Linked DNA regions of Mus musculus: region 1 is linked to region 2. A link is a contact called in public Hi-C data. All regions are on one chromosome and are shown on one strand. The core of a region is the stretch at or near the end of the contact, and the rest is flanking DNA. Distances in the headings are between cores, read along the strand shown. Region 1 overlaps Slc39a11 (solute carrier family 39 (metal ion transporter), member 11). Region 2 overlaps 2610035D17Rik (RIKEN cDNA 2610035D17 gene).

Evidence for each region. Hi-C and Micro-C count contacts between places; a contact is called where the count stands out from the background.
Region 1: a Hi-C map of CD8 T cells shows a contact between it and region 2, with 2.9 times the contacts expected there. The contact joins two enhancer-like sites. A contact is called at or near these places in 1 of 39 promoter capture datasets (embryonic stem cells), 1 of 15 datasets of contacts at CTCF or cohesin (CD8 T cells), 17 of 484 Hi-C or Micro-C datasets (CD4 T cells, CD8 T cells, the N1E-115 cell line and 4 more) and 1 of 115 datasets of contacts at active chromatin or transcription factors (memory CD8 T cells).

The regions. Positions count from the first base shown.
Region 1 is chr11:113,333,192-113,336,628 of GRCm38.p6, forward strand. All of the region lies in intron 6 of Slc39a11 (solute carrier family 39 (metal ion transporter), member 11), which reads right to left. Among named protein-coding and RNA genes, the nearest start is that of Gm51926, 5.8 kb to the right of the region's middle. Within about 2 kb of position 1,515, at least 45 of the 459 cell types and tissues checked have an H3K27ac peak or open chromatin away from gene starts, as enhancers often do. A contact at or near this core is called in CD8 T cells and regulatory T cells, where this site is marked.
Region 2 is chr11:113,174,280-113,177,651 of GRCm38.p6, forward strand. The region is part of intron 1 of 2610035D17Rik (RIKEN cDNA 2610035D17 gene); the gene reads right to left. Among named protein-coding and RNA genes, the nearest start is that of 2610035D17Rik, 26 kb to the right of the region's middle. Within about 2 kb of position 2,067, at least 8 of the 459 cell types and tissues checked have an H3K27ac peak or open chromatin away from gene starts, as enhancers often do. A contact at or near this core is called in CD8 T cells and regulatory T cells, where this site is marked.

The DNA of each region.
Region 1 (3,437 bases), core at 265-2,764, 160 kb after region 2:
CCGTTAGTAACTGTAGGCATCCTCCCCGATCCAGTGTCTCAACTGTCAGTGAAGCTTCTACAGAAAGAAGTTGCACACGTCCCCAGCCCTCTATGGACTAGTGAGGGTCACGGTCACAAGCTCTAGCTGGGTGTCTATGTGGCACCATGGTCCACATGACAAGAAAGGAAAAGCTTTACATGAATTCTGACCTATCTTGTGCACCCCCAACACATGCCCTGCCTCATAAAACTGTCTCAAAATGAACCTGTGTCTTTTCTGCCTTTCTGAGAGTCATCGCTCTCCTACACTGGCCCTGCAGGGACAAAATCATTGTTTTGTCTAATATTACACAATCCGACTGATTCAAACCTGGCGTTTAATCTTCCACGCTAATGTGCCTCTTGATCCTCCCCACTAACATGTGAGGCAGGACTGTCTTCTGTCCGCAGGTGCCTCTCAACTTGCCTTGTTCACCTACTGACAGCAGGTCACCTCACAGTGGGATGAGTGTAACCCGCCCCGCAGCATGCTGAGCTCCAGTGTGTCACTCTATAGCACCAGGGTAACTAGACCCTTTCACAAGAACCTGCCACCTGCTGCCTCTCTGCCTGTGGATACTGCAGCCAGCTTTTGTTTTGTTAAACCCGGCATTCATTTCTTCTTCCCAGAGAAAACCCTGTGCTTCCAAGGAGGTCCCTCAGACTCGGGAGGGCCCTGTGTCCTTCTGTTCCGCTGTGTTGGGAACTAAAATCGGGTGAGACGTGGTCCTTGTCATGAAGGTTCTCCTGATGGGATGTGGCTCTCGAGTTGGATGGAAAGGGATGTGTAGGAGCTGACTAGGGGAGGAGAAGGGCTCTTCAAAGAGCTGCCACTCAGAGATGAGCATCATCAGAAGGTATGGCTTCTCGATTGAAGGGGAGAAGCTCAGTTGGACCACACACAGCCTGGGGCTGGAACAGAGTGTCAGGAGGACGGTGCAGCGGGCTGAATGGGTGGTCTCCTCTCCACATTCACACCCTGGAATTCTAAGCCCCACCGTGAAGCTATCAAGAGGTGGGTCTAAGGGGTGATTTGATTGGAGCATGGGGCTCTCAGGAATGAGTTTAGCACCTTCCTAAAAGTGGCCTAAGGGAACCCAACAGTCCCTCCCGTCCTGTGAAGACACAGCAAAAATGTCAGGCATGAACCAGACATTGAATCTGCTGCCTCCCGTGTCTTGGTCACCTGGGCCTCCGGAGCCGCGAGGAGTCGTGTCTGTTTTTCCTGAGGCGTGGAATGTAATGGTGTTTGCTATAATATGCTAAGTGGATGAAGACAGCCAAGGAGGGAGCACAGTCAGGGCTGTGTGGGAAGGCCTTCTACTAAGCCAGCCCAGGCTGCCTCTCCCCATGTCACTGGCCAGGTCCTTCCTGCGGTGTGCCAAGTTCAAGAGCTGACTACTTCCCCCAGGGAAGCATTCGGGGGCTCTTAGCAACGCGTCCCAACCACAGACCTCTTCTCCACTCCTTTACTTCCTTTATTAAGTACTTCCTGCTTCCCCTGAGACCAGCGTTGGTTTCCTAAGCTGGAAGAGGGGAGGAGTGATTTATTACCCTTCTCTCCTGCTCCTCCTGCCAATCAACAGCCAAGTTCTGCCTACTCTCTGTTGCCTCTGCCCTATCAGATAACTCATGTTATGGATCCAATGCCAAATGCCTCTCTCAGGCTCCTGTGCTCTCACATATGAACACGCCCACCCCCACCCCACCCCCCATCCCCAGCTCAGGGAGCTGATTTGGGAGGCTTTGAAATCTTTAGGAGGTAGAATTTCACTGGAGGAAGTGGGTCACTGGTGGAGGGTGGGGACGGGACTTTGGGGTTTATAGTCCAGCCTCACTTCCTGTCTTGTCTGTCTTGTCTCTGCTTCCTGATCTGTCCAGATGTGAGCAAGCAGCCCCGTGCTCACCCTCGCCCCCTTCCCTGCCCTGCCCTTTAAAGCTGAGAGCTGGTTAAACTTTCAAGTCGCTGCTTGTCAGGTACTTGGCTGTGTGCATCCTAGTAACATCGGCATATGGGAGACTGGGTCCCGCTTCAGCCGTTCTGCCTCCCTTTCCCGGGAATGGAGTTTTAGCGGGACAAGGACTGTTAAAGAAAAGCTCCCACCCTGCCTCCCTTGCAGCTAGAATGAAGCCCTTAGACTCACGGGCCACAAACACTCTTCTGTCTTACAAAAGCCACTATGTGTCACAGGACCATTTAACATGCACCCCAAGAAACACAAGTTCCTGAGTTAGAGAAATGGCTCAGACAACAAAGCACATGGATCCAATCCCTCGGAACCCACGCTTTAAAAGTCTAGATGCAGTAGAACATATCTATAACCCCAGTATTTGGGAGGAGATGCCCAGAAGATCCCTAGAGCTAGCCAATCAGCAAGCTCCAGGCTCCCGAGAGTCTGCTCCAAACAAGATGGACCACCAGCAGCCGAAGAGTGACAGCCAAGGTCCCCACGGCCAACATGTACCTCCACCCTCACACACACACTTATGCATATATACCACCCCTATAAGCACATGGACATGAGCAGGGACCATGGGGTATAATCTTGTAGATGGAAAAATAGGAGGCAGGGGCTGGGAGCCAGAATCTGATGGAAGCGTCACCCTACCCTATGCATAAGCATATGGAGAGCCTCAACAAAGACTGGGAATGCATCAGAAGAGCCCATGGAACGTTCTATTCTTAGCTAACACTGTAACTGCAGATGCCTTCGATCCTGGCACTTCCATGCAATCGCCCCACAGCCCATGCCAATGGAATTTTACATTTATCTTCTTATCTTACTGTAAATATAATCCGATTTCCAAGGCAAATGTGCTATATGCCCTCCTACACATGTCTTATTTTAGACCTCACATCCTGTCTTTCCATCAAGATAGAGAAGCTGCTCTAGATACCAGGATGAGGCCCCTCAACATGCCCCCCAACGTTCAACTGCTTCCAAGCGGTAGAAAATTCAGGATGGGATCTGAGGTGCTTTGCATGACTAGAAGGCACCCAGGACATTCCTCGATGGCCAGGAGTTTACACAGTGATTTCTACATCTGTCACGGACCCCTTCTTCCCACAAAGGGAGGAGATGAGATACGTATCCAGATGGGAGGTGAAGATGCTAGGGAAAGTGACCTGCGGGTGTATGACAGGGGTCCCCGGGGTAGCTTCTAAGCAGAGAGGTTCAGCGAGTCTGCCTGCATCAACTTACTGGGACAAACATACCTCAAGAGGTTCTGAAGGGTTTTGCTATTATCATTTATGATTTGCCCTCCCTCCCTCTTTCCCTCCCTTCCCTCCTCCCTCCCTCCTCCCTTCTCTCCATTTTGGTGTACCTAAATGTTGTAAATATATGTACTTGTTTGAGTTTGTATGTGTGTGTGTGTATATATGTATATATACACACACACATACATACACACATA
Region 2 (3,372 bases), core at 817-3,316:
GCAAAGTCATGCTCCGCCCTAGGGTTTTCTATGATAGACTGGGTGTTTCTGATGAACCCCTTTCAACTTTTTTCTTGATACCACAGCACTATAGCAGCCAAAGGCTCGAACAAAGGAGTACAGAGTCACGCTCCTGGTAGGTCAGGTCCAGCTGTCTATTGAGGACAGTCATGCTGGGGCAGAGCAAAGCTATGGAGTTCCCTGGCCAAGGCCGGGGTTGGTTTTCTCATGAGGATGCCAGCCTTTGCCATTCAGCAGCAAAAGACATCTGCACTCCAGCGATCTGGAAAACAGGATGGTCCTCCTAATGTGTGCGACACTCGTCACAGGTCCCCACAAGCCTACTGCTGACAAGCCTGCTGCCAACCTCTCGTTCATAGAGGGAAGCGAAAGGAGAGACTTCCACCTCCCTTACCTAGACCAGTGGGGTTCCGAGGCCACCGGGACTACCACAGTGGGGGTGGGGTGGAGGAGGGGCTTCCATAAACACCAGGTTCTGGGCCCAGCACCACAGCTATTGAGCCCAAAGCTCAGAGGTGGGCGGAGCCAATCCCCTCCAACTGACTGAGATGACACCAAGTGGGGTCTAAGCTTCAAGGTTTTCCAAAGGCATCTACCACCACCCCCAACAGCCACCAATGTGTTCCCTGTATACCACAGTTCTTAGTGATGATGTCTGACACTCAGGATCCCCACATGGCCATCTAAAGCAGTGATGGGTACGTGAATCTTTTATCTAAAGATAGATCAAGAATTTTCTAGAGGATACTAAATTGTATTCTGGTCAGCCCAGCCACGGCAAAGGCTGTGGCCAAGTATTTTACCCTAGCTCTTTCAGTGGCTTTATCTTAGTTTTTCTTTCTTGATTTGTTATTTGATTGACTTATTGATTAATGATTGGTTTGTTCCGAGGATAAAACTTTGCACTGCACAGATCCTAGGCAAGTGTTTTACAACTGAGCTTAAACTCACAGCCATCCTTGATAGATAAGGGCAGCCACTCCTGCCCTTATTCTTGCTCATAAATATAACATTGTTTGAAAACTGCCTTTAACACCTCCGGTATGAGAGGAGGCATAGATATACTTAACAGTCTGAGACTTTACTAAGCACTGTCCAACCCCCGTGAGACAGGGAAGGGCAGGATTTTCAATACAGCAGAAAACTGGTAGATTTAGAGATGCATTTGTAATGATGCTACCTGGACACTAGAGGGCGCCATACCCCAAGAGTCTGGATGACCTGGCCCTGGCCCTGGCCCTGAATGGGCTCCACGTGTGGAAGTACAAAACTTAACAGGATAAAAGGTCCCAGATATCCTAGCTGCAAGCCTCAGGATGTAGACTCACATCCAGCTGCTGGAGTGACCAATCAGCAGGTTCCTGGAGGCCCGCAAAGAGGAGTCAGACATGTACCATATGCTCTACTTGCTCCTACGTATGCCAATCACCCACATAGCAAACATTTTCTTACACACATCTCTTTGCAACATTCCCAGACTCCCTTTGTCCATAGATGGGGACTCGGTGGACTCGGTGGCCAAGCATTTATCTCCCGCGTGCTTTAGGTCCCATCCCTGGCTCCACAGGGAGTCCACACTGACTTGCAAGCAGAATGCTGGGAGGCAGAGTTCCTGGATCAGGGAAGCCATAACCCTCTCCCACCCACCTAGGCAAGGCTGACGTCCCTGCCACCAGGCCAGTCCTGCAGAAATAACACAGCGGAGAAGTCACCATTTGCGCGTGGGTATGGGTGGGGGGCACATACTGAACGTTAGCACCCAAAGGCCCCTTCTTCGATATACTTAATAGTCTGAGACTTTTGGGGGGGGGGGGCTTTTCGAGACAGGGTCTCTCTGTATAGCCCTGGCTGTCCTGGAACTCACTTTGTAGACCAGGCTGGCCTCGAACTCAGAAATCCACCTGCCTCTGCCTCCCGAGTGCTGGGATTAAAGGTGTGCACCAGACTTTTCTAAAGCACTGTTCAACCCCAGTGAGAAAGGGAAGGGCCGGATTTTCAGTACAGCAGAAAACGGGTAGATTTAGAGATGCAATTGTGATGATGCTACCTGGACACTAGAGGGCGCCATACCCCAACAGTCTGGATGCCCTGGACTTAAATTTACTTTTTATTTCATAGAGTCTCTTGTCAAAAAACAACCTGCCCAAAATGACTCCCTAGCAGAGGGTGGCACCGTGTCAACCGCAAGAATAGGTCTGTCACAGCCCATGCAAGTCCCAATGAACAGAGACAAAATATAAAGAACCATGTGCTTTGCTCCAGAGAACATGCCATACAAAGACCAACCAAAGACCAACACTGCAGCCGTTCTGAGACTGACCAAGCAGAACTCGTGCTCAGAGCACTCATGCCGTGATCAACCAAGCATCGTGGTCCCAGCACTGAGCACCAGGTGGGACACTTCAGCCAGTCCTGGGGGACCTTTGTCTCCGGGCAAGGGCTCGGTCTCAGGAGCCACAGCAGGGGGACACTACAGCTGACCCTGAGGACTGGAAAGGCTGTAAAGAAGCCACAGGTAAGGGAGCAGGTACAGGTACAGGTACAGGGGACAGGGAGCTACTGCCAGGCCAGGCTGACTACCCAGCGTGGTGAGGAGGCCCGTGTCATGGCCCGCAGGGCTACTGTCTAGTTTTATTTGAACTCAGTAAAAAGAACACTTTCCAGCTAAGGAAACTGTTTGACTCTGTTGTGTTAACCTGCTCCTGTGAACAACACGGCTGTAAAACGGGACTTCTAATCTTGTTTTTAATGAGGACCCTAAAAGAGGAAAACGTGAACAGGGAGGGCCACATCCAAGAAGCACGGGCCCTGAATAATAACACCCCCTCTGGCACCCAGGACCCCTCCTTTAGATCGTAAGGCTTCTGGCCTCACTAGTCACAGCAATTGGTATCTAGAAGCCTCTTGCTGGCAGGGGACCTGACAACTGTCTTGAAGCCAACAGTGCCTGCAGGGCTGGGAGAGACAGGCGGCCACATGCAGGTGTCCCTCGATGTATGACCAACTTACAGCCTCTGAACACAATGGAAACCAAACATCAAAAAGCTACTTAATTCAGCCAGCTGGCCACACACCCCCAACTTAGGGGTGCAGAGCACAGCAGGCTGGGGGTTGTAGCTGGCTGCCCTTGCCCTGGGGTCACGGAGGCCACTGAGGATGGGGTCACATGACAGCCAAGCCAGGGAAGTACCCAGATTCCAATCAGAAGGCAGGCTTTGCACGGAGAGCATTTCGCTCACAGGACAGTAAGGTCAACAGCTCCAGAACAGTGCTGGGGACAGAATGCAGCAAAGGAGAGCCTGCAGAGCACGCATGAGGTCTGGGGTAAAGATGGGTGTGTGTGTGTGTGTG